Regions from separate parts of the Mus musculus genome. Here region 1 is linked to region 2. Evidence: chromatin contacts called from public Hi-C data. All regions are on one chromosome and are shown on one strand. Each heading gives the region's core, a stretch centred on a gene start, on an enhancer-like site or on the middle of the called end of the contact. The rest is flanking DNA. Distances are from core to core; before and after follow the strand shown.

Region 1 (4,620 bases), core at 744-3,243, 75 kb after region 2:
GGTTCTGCCTGGATGGTGCTTGTAAACTCCTCAAGGTGTGCTCCTGGGCAGTTGTGTGCACTTGAGATTTCCCTTTCTGATCCTTCCTTGGCTGTCTCTGGACCCACACTGATTTGCAGGGAAAACAGATGAAAATTTCATGACATTTAGATTTTTAAAAGCACATGGTGGCAGCTCAGTGGGTTTGCTTACCTCGGATTAAAACCTATTAATGCTCAGGCACTTTCCTCTCTGGTGAGATGCATTTCTGACTTGCAGAGAGTTTCATTACAGCTCAGGGGCATAACTGATGCTACGCAAGCCATTAAGAATGAGTTTTCAAGAATACAAAAAAAGAAACCTTTGTAGGCGAGGGCCAATTTGTTTCGAAGGCGACACTCTGGGAGAGCCTTCACAAAGAGTCGAGCATTATCTCAGATTCAAGCCATGCACTTTCTCTCCTATTTTTAAATACCAAATAGAGAATGGAGAGAGTTATTTCTTTGTGACAGCGGCTTTGGTTCCTGCCCTTATTTTCTGCCATTAGAGCTCCAGTTAAGCTGTGTGAATTGTCCTGGGTAGTTTTTTCAGGGTGCAGGGAAGCAGCTGTTGTTTTCAGGGAGGAGGGATTGGGGGAACTCCACAAATCTCTGTATCGTGTCTCTAAGAGTCATCATATTCTCCTTGCCTCTTTTCTTTGTTATTCAAAATATCGCTACTATTAAAGTCACAGAGCTATTGGGGGAAATATATTAAGTATAATGTTTTAAGTGAAAATTAGTACAATTCTTTTTGCTGTCAATGCATGTTTGTTTGCTATTTATCATCTTCAGAATATTTTGCTGTTCTTCACTATTGATTACAATTCATTTTAATTTTAACTAATCTTATTGTTTTTGATTTGCCTTAGCTGCAAACTAAGACAAATACCTCTGGATGGGGGTTGTCTGTTTCAACAACGGTGACATCTGGCGCTGGATATTTCTTTGGGGTGGAAACTGTCCTGTTTGCCTGGGACCCCAATGGAGAAAGTAGGGCAAGGACTGAAGAAGCTGAAGGGGTTTGGAACCCCATAGGAAGAACAACAAAGCTACCAACCCGACCTCCCAGAGCTCCCAGGGAATAAACCACCAACCAAAGAGTACCCATGGAGGGACCCATGGCTCCAGCTGGATATATAGCAGAGGATGGCCTTGTCAGGCATCACTAGGAGGGGAGACCCTCGTTCCTGTGGAGGCTCAATGACTCAGGGTAGGGGAGTGCTAGGGTCCTGAGCCATGAGTGGGTGAGCAGGTGGTGGAGCACCCTCATAGAGGCAGGGGGAGGGGGAGGGGATAGAGGGTTTGTGGAGGGGAAACTGGGAATAGGGATAACCAATAAAAAAAAAAAAGACTTTTCATAGACATTTGACTTATACTGTTTGAAGCCAGCATCCCTTCCTGTGACCCATTTTCAATGCCCAGAAACATCTACAGACTTTGCCAAATCTCCCAAGGTCACAAAATCACTGCTCTGAGGTGTATGAAGCAGGTCCTGTCTACAGTCGCATTTATTGTACTGCAATTGGAGAACAGCAAGAACAATTCAGCTAGTGCAGCAGAAGGAACCAGTGGGCAGAGTCTAAGAAAGTATCACAGGTGTTGACAGGATTGGGAGCTATAATGATCACTAAAAGCCAAGACTGCGATTGTATCAGTTCCTTTCGGTGTCATTGCGATGAATATTCAACTGAAACAAAGGAAGAATAAGCATTACAGTTTCAAAGGGAATGCAGTCCACCATAGCTGGGAAGCAATGGAATTGTTCACGGAGACACAGCACATAGGAGAAATACCTTGTATCCTGGCCAACCAGGAGGCAGAGAGTGATCCTAGAACCTGGGCTGGTGCAACTGTCTAAGGATACCTTTAGTGATCTACTTCTTCCTGTTAGGTCCACTTTCAAAGGGCACCATTGTCTTTAAATGAGTTTGAGGAAGTACATCGGCTCTCTCACATGAGGTTCTGCCCACAAACCTAGCACCATCCATTGGCTTAGAGAACAGATAGAAGCAGAAGAAGCAGTCGTTCCACTGGCACAGGTTTGTCCTCCCTCTCTCTGCTCCTGGTTACCATGCTGTAAAACACCGTTCTGCTTTGCATTCTCCGTCATGAGACTTCTGCCTCTTTCTCACCACCGGTCCACAAACAATGGGACCGAGTGACTGGACTGAAACAAGGAAGGAAGATAAGTTTCCTTGCTGTGTTGTCTTCCTAAGGTATGTCATCATATGACAAAAAGCTAACACATCATTTACCACTCGGTTAAGCTTGTATCGGCGACTAGCATTAGCTTCTTTACAAATGGAAACATGGTAGTTAGGTTCCAGTTAAAAGCCATGTATTCTGACTCCAGAACTTGCATTCTGTAAACTCTCTTCCAACCTCTATATTTCTGAGATGAAAAAGGCTGGGTGAGTGTGCTGATTCCTTTGGGCTGGTGGGTAATTGAGAGGGGTTCTTAACTCAAGTTTACAGAAACATAGAAGACACCCCAGAAGAGGAAGCACACAGTCTTAAAGATGGGAACCTGAGACATATACAACAAATGAATGAACTGAAACATATTTTACTGATATTTTTCTTTTTTAAAAATTTTCCACATTTTTATTGGTTATTTTATTTATTTACACTTCAAATGTTATCACACTTCCCACTTTCCCCTCCAGAAACTCCCTCCCTATTCCCCCTCACCCTGCTTCTGTGAGGGTGCTCCCCCATCCATCCACCCACTCACTCCTGCCTCAGTGCCCTGAGTTCCCCTATATTGGGTCAGTGAGACTCCACAGGCCCAGGGGCTCCCCTCCCACTGATGCCAGATTAGGCCATTTGCTGCTGCATATTCAGCTGGAGCCATGGGTCCCCCCATGTGTACTCTGTGGTTGGTGGTTTAGTCCCAGGGGGTTTGGGGAGGTCTGGTTGGTTGATATTGTTGTTCTTCCTATGGGGTTGCAAACCCCTTCAGCTCCTCCAGTCCTTCCCCTAACTCTTCCATTGGGGTCTCTGCACTCAGTTTCATGTTTGGCTGTGAGCATCCACATCTGTATTTGTCAGGCTCTGGCAGAGCCTCTCAGGAGACAGCTATACTAGGGTCCTGTCAGCACGCTCTTGTTGGCATCAGCAATTGTGGCTGTGTTTGGTGTCTGCAGATGGGTGGATCCCTAGGTGGGGCAGTCTCTGAATGGCCTTTCCTTTAGTCTCTGCTCCATTCTTTGTCCCTGTATTTCCTTTTGACAGGAGGAATTCTGGATTATTATTTTTGAGGTGGTGGGTGGCCCAATCCTTCATCCAGGGGCAGTGCCTATCCACTGGATATGGTCTCTACAGGTTCTATCTCACCTTTGTTGGATAATTTGGCTATTCTCTTCTCTGTTGGGTCCTGGGACATTTTTCTGATCTTATTCAGAGAATAAATCATGTTTTCGAGAGATCGTCTCACGATACCTGGTGACCTGCTTTCATGCTCAGAATGCACAGGGTAAAGGAAGAGAACAGCCTCCCCATAGGTATCCACAGCACCCCACGCACCCAGAACCATATAGGCATGCAAAACAAATAAATAAGTGTGATTAAAAAAATAACTCTAAAATTCTATTTGGTCCAAGAGTTCTCACATAAAGGATAAAATCAAATTTGTTCTTGAGACACAAGAGTCAACCTGTGACATAGTCACTGTCTATTTACCATTGCATTCTGTAACATCCCACATTACCCAGGGGCCCATCTTCCAGCCACAGTGAACCACTTGATCTTTGATGGACACAGGTCTTCTATCCACTTCCCAACTCTCAGCCTCTGACTTTACTATGAACAGTCCTGCTCAGGAGGCCCAGCCTGCATTCTCCTCTGAAAGTACTCACTGACCACACGGTGCAGGTCAGCATTTTTTCTCAACGCTCATAGGTAGGATGTAAGTCTCTGTCTTCCCATGCCTGCATCATGTCAATTGTTTCCAAATGTCTTGTAACTCACTAGACTGTAAACTCTTGGAGAAGGAGCCTTTGAGACACCTTCTTTCCTCCGTTTCCTGGAGCTCACTCAGAACTGCTAAGTGACTGAGTGATTCCTCAGGACTCTGAAGGTCTGAGGCCAGGGATAAGCACCCAGATCCAGCTTTAGCCACCCGCCTCTTTATCGCAAGGCTCACACCTCTCTCCACCGGAAGTGTTCTTACACCAAACTATGACAGTATCTTCTGTCACTACTGTCACTGCTACTGATATGTTTATGTGATCACTTTTTTTTTACAGCCATAAGACAAACTGGTATCAAATACTGGTTACTCCAGATAGAAGAAAGTGGTTTCTGTATCTAATTTAAGGCATGTTGAACACTTGAACTGGTAACGATATCTCCATCTCAAAGGATCAACACATATATATTTCTACCCCATGATATGAATTTCTACAGATTTTTCTTCATATATTATTTCATTTCTCTTATTTTTATATTTCATTTTTTCTATGGCATCTGCTGATCCCAAGTAGTTATGTCTGCCAAAGCAAACTGATAACCACTCATGAATACCATTTTGCAAAAGAAACAGCTTAGCATCAGCCCAGACACGGTCTTCAATTAAGGAATAGTTATTCAAATAGAATAA
Region 2 (4,360 bases), core at 1,472-3,971:
GGGATACAGTGCCCTCTTCTGGCCTTGGCAAGCAACTGCATTTAGGTGCACATACTAATAGAGACACAAAGACTTTTATACAATTTTAAAACTGTATCTTTTTTTTTCCTTCAGTGTCAAGAATAGACTTAGGATGCAGGAGGTGCACAGAAGACCCAACACCCTGTAGCTGTGGAGCTGATGATAGTCCGTGGCTGCTAAAGGATGGGGAGTCAGTTTCTTAAGGATGTGACCCTAAGTAGGTTGACCATGCTCTAATGGAGGCCCTACTCCATTCATATGTAGAGGACACTAACTGGACTCAGTGTGTTGTTTTGTAGAAAACGGTATAAAGTTGAGAGGGAGACATGGGAGAACAAGGAGGAACTGGAAGAGGGAAGTGGGATGTGACTACGATTGAAATACATTGTATACATTTATAAAACTCTCAAAGAATATTTTAAACGATATTAAAACAAAAGAGAGTTCAGTTAAATAATATTGGGAAGTGAAATAATTAACAAGAACCCCAGAGCCAGTCTTTGGAACAAACGGCTGATCTGATGCCAAAGGACTGTTTTCACAGGGAAGAAGCAAAGACTTGAGTACCCACACCGTCCAAGTGGAGGCTGAGATCCCACAGGATGGACAGAACCAGGGGTACAAGACACAACATTCCAAAGATATATCAGTAAGAAACTAGCTGTCAACTCTGACTATAATCCACGAAAATAAAATGTAAGACTATTTTTAAAAACGTAATTGTTAGAACTACAGGTTTCCTCACATCTCAGAGACTATATCCCAGGACAGACACTCTGGGAAGCTAAGAGCCAACAAGGCCTTTTCCTTTTATGTTTTCAATACTGCCAATAAGCAGGGAGGGCACAATCTTTTTACAAATGTCTTTCTATTTAAAGAAAAGCACTTCTCTACACTAGAGTCTCTGCCTCTGTCTGTTCCGAAGACTTACCTTCTCATATGCATTTTCCAGAAACTCAATTGGACTTTTCCCAAATGCTATTGCATGGCCAAGGAATGGAATTGGAGAGTAAATATGTGGTGGACTTTTCTGCAAAAAGAAAATGAAAATTTTAGTTTTCATTTTATTAATAGGAAAGTTTCATATGATAGCCTGCTTAAGAATAATGTTTAAAAAAACCACACACACACACACAGTATAGTTAGACAAGGTTTAGCCTCAAAAGAACTCAAAACAGAAATGACTACACAGGAAGGCACTGCACACTCAAGGGGTGAAGGCTGGAAGATATGCCAAGGTGAGCCTTGGCTACATAACAAGTTCTACAGCCACCCTGGGATATAATAAATATCTCAGAAATGATGATGATGATAGTGAGCTTTTGAAATGTATCTAATGAAAGTAAGAAATAGTAACTGCCTATCGATCCCTTGGGTTCAGAGATTAGTTTTAAAGCAACTTGGTTGGAACTTAACGCTGGGTTAAGTTTTTACATCCCATTGTCAGTTTCGAAGGGATGGTTTTCAAAGCTACCAAATGTTGATTACAAGGGTATTCATGAACTATATTTGGAAGGCTTGAAATTAGTGGTTTGGTGTAGCGCTAAACTAGAGAAACAGTATTTTAACAGCATCACAGGAAAGCGCTTCCCACACTCTCAAGTCACTTATGAACTGTCTGCAATTTCCCTGACACTGCTATTAATCATCGTTATGCCCAATAGCCCACAGTATACTAAACACACAGGGCAGTATCAAGAGTGATGGCCACCGGGGATGCAGCTACCCTTAACTTGCCATCAAGGCCCTCACAAAGAGCCCAAACACCTCTGACAACCAACAGTAAAGTCAGTACAGTGCTCTGCACTTAAGAGTCATGGATGGCCAAGGCAATCAGACCAGCCAAATCCATCCAGCAAGGCCTCCAGTCTGCACATCCATCACTGACTACAAACGCTGCAAAGTAGGATCCTAGCCAGAAGTTCAAAGCCGCTATCACAGCAGAAACGGCGACGGCCAGCACAGCCCCCGAGTTCAGGTTCCAGCAAGGAGACCAGAAAGACCACCACAACAGCAAAGATCAGGCACGGGCGTCTGCAGCCGCCACCCCAGCCTCCCGCGCGCCCGCCACCGCTAGCGCCCCCCGAGCCCGCCCGCTTAGCCGGGGCACAGACTGAGGACCCCGAGGTGCACGTACCGCTCCAGCGGGCAGCTGGACCATGTGGCCCACGGCGAGACGGAACAGGTAGACGAGGCTGAGAGTGAAGGCGCAGGCGATGAGCAGCGTGGAAAGCAAGTTGCCTCCTGTCACCTGCTCCATCGCCTGTCCGAGCACCCAGCCGCCTGACTGCAGCAAGCCCAGAAGTACCATCCCGACCGTCGCTTCGATCCGCCCGGTAGGCTGGGGGCCGAGGTCGCACACCGCTTCTCGGAAAAGATGGAGCAGGAGAAGCCGGCAGATAGAAGTCGGGAGGCGGCCCCGGCCTGATGGCTTAGTCTGGCCCGGGCCCTTCACACGCCCACAGACAGCTCGCGCGCCACCAGGACGTCACAGACGGGGCGGGGCTTCTGGTGGCCACGCCTCCGTCTAGGTGCGGGGATTCTTGCGCCACCGAGGGGACCTGAGGAAGCAGGCTCTACCGTGGCACTTGGACTCGGTGAAGAAAGTGATGGCTGCACAAATGATCGCGCCCCGAGAACCGCAGACCACGAGGTCCCGCGTGCTTAACGAGCACGGCCCCGGCAGCGGGCACGGACGAGCCTGGCGGAGGGATCTCAGGACCAGATTGGTGGCGGACAGCGGCAGAGGCGAAGGCGCTCTGTGATTGCACCACGCGCTGCTGAGGTGATCTCGGCCTATGTGGCGTCAGCAGAGCTGGCGGCCCGGGCACCGCCCCCTCCGTGGGGCGCCCGCCTCTGCGGCTATTCGCGGAGATGTCACCTCTGGGCTTTGTGAGACCAGCCCTTCGTGAGCCCTGCACCACGAATCTTGGAAAAAAAAAAAAAACACTCCTGCAGATGCAACCTGGAGGGTGAGACCATCGGATCACCCGTACAATCTGCTTGACAGGTTGTTCGTGTAGGGCCACATTGCTAGCAAGTGATAGTTGTTTGGTGTGCTGCTGTACCAAGACAAGTCTTTTAAAATAAATACAGGCCATAAAGTAAACTGAGGCAGATGTCCCCAAACTCCTGTTCTGATAGCTGGATCTGAAGCAGGAGTTACCCTGATCTCACTACAAATAAAGCACCTCTGATGACATGTTTCCAAATTAACCCTCCTTCCAGATCTTTGGCAGGTACATTTATTTATTTAACCAGGGTTAAGAGCTAGATTTTTTGCTAAGTTTGGAGATGATTGTGCAGTGATTGGCAAAACTGCAAGCACCTCCAGGAATGAGTAAGATGGTCCAGCCACCGTCTAGATAATTCCACCTAGAGAGCTCACATTTTATCGTAGTCAGTCAGTGAAGCCCACTCATTACCTCTTCCCTAGGGTGACTGCCACCTGCCTATGTAGGAAGTGCCTAGTAGGAAGTCTATATAGGATGGACACTGCTGTATACCAATATCCTCCTGCCTCAGATCAGTCACAAAATCTTGTAACACTCCATTTTTATTGTCACTGCTGTAGGTAAGAGCCTCTTTATTTCTGGCAGTAGTATCTACAACAGGAATTTTGCTCACTCATTTCTAAGCCTGTCTTGTGTGCTACGTCTTGACTTACTGGAGTGACTTCAGGCCATTGTTGAACTTGAAAATTGCTAGGGGAAAGACCAGTTCCACAATTATCCAATTAAAGAAAGCTTTATTTAATACTGGCCAGGAAGATGGACACTGGCCAGGTCCATACCCATGATTCCCAAAGAATGGCCTCAAGCTACATTAGACAGGTGCCTGTAGAGGCCAAGCCCACAAAGCTATGGTGCTTCCAGCCTTAGTCCACTGGGGACAAGCATCCTTCCAGTCAATGCATCTCCTGCCTGTGTATCATCAAGCACCTCCTGTGCAGCTGGTGCAACCAACCTTGTCTACGGAAGTGAAAGTACATGAACAACAGACTCCAGAATACCAGGATGTTATCTGTCAGTGGGCAAGTGGGCCTTAACATTGCACACTAGGAATCTCAAATATGGAAATCCTAAAAGATCAAAACCCTTAAATAAAGATCAAAGGTACAGTGTTATTAAAAAAAAATGATGCTGTTGATCTGTTTTTGAGTTACAGTTCTGGCAGGCCTGGACCTCTATGTATACTAGGCTGACCTCATTCTCACAGAGGTCCACAAGCCTCTGTAGCTGGATTGATAGGTGGGATCCAAGATATATGCCATCACAGCCAGCCCAAATTCTAAAACTTAACAGTTAAGGAAGATTAATTTGAGTATCATGTATAAGTA

The links. Hi-C and Micro-C count contacts between places; a contact is called where the count stands out from the background.
Region 1: a Hi-C map of the CH12 cell line shows a contact between it and region 2. The contact joins the enhancer-like site here to the promoter of Cyp51 in region 2. A contact is called at or near these places in 16 of 39 promoter capture datasets (the 3T3-L1 cell line, 3T3-L1-derived adipocytes, the C10 cell line and 9 more), 53 of 484 Hi-C or Micro-C datasets (the 63-12 cell line, the AML12 cell line, B cells and 44 more), 13 of 115 datasets of contacts at active chromatin or transcription factors (the 230-238 cell line, the SCID.adh cell line, T-cell acute lymphoblastic leukemia and 8 more) and 4 of 9 other capture datasets (adipose tissue, embryonic stem cells, liver and 1 more).

The regions. Positions count from the first base shown.
Region 1 is chr5:4,177,563-4,182,182 of GRCm38.p6, forward strand. No RefSeq gene overlaps it. Among named protein-coding and RNA genes, the nearest start is that of Mterf1b, 12 kb to the right of the region's middle. Within about 2 kb of position 1,994, at least 6 of the 459 cell types and tissues checked have an H3K27ac peak or open chromatin away from gene starts, as enhancers often do. A contact at or near this core is called in the CH12 cell line and the SCID.adh cell line, where this site is marked.
Region 2 is chr5:4,101,976-4,106,335 of GRCm38.p6, forward strand. Cyp51 (cytochrome P450, family 51) reads right to left here and starts at 2,722. Exons shown (of 10, transcript NM_020010.2): 1 at 2,159-2,722; 2 at 953-1,051. The coding sequence starts at 2,332.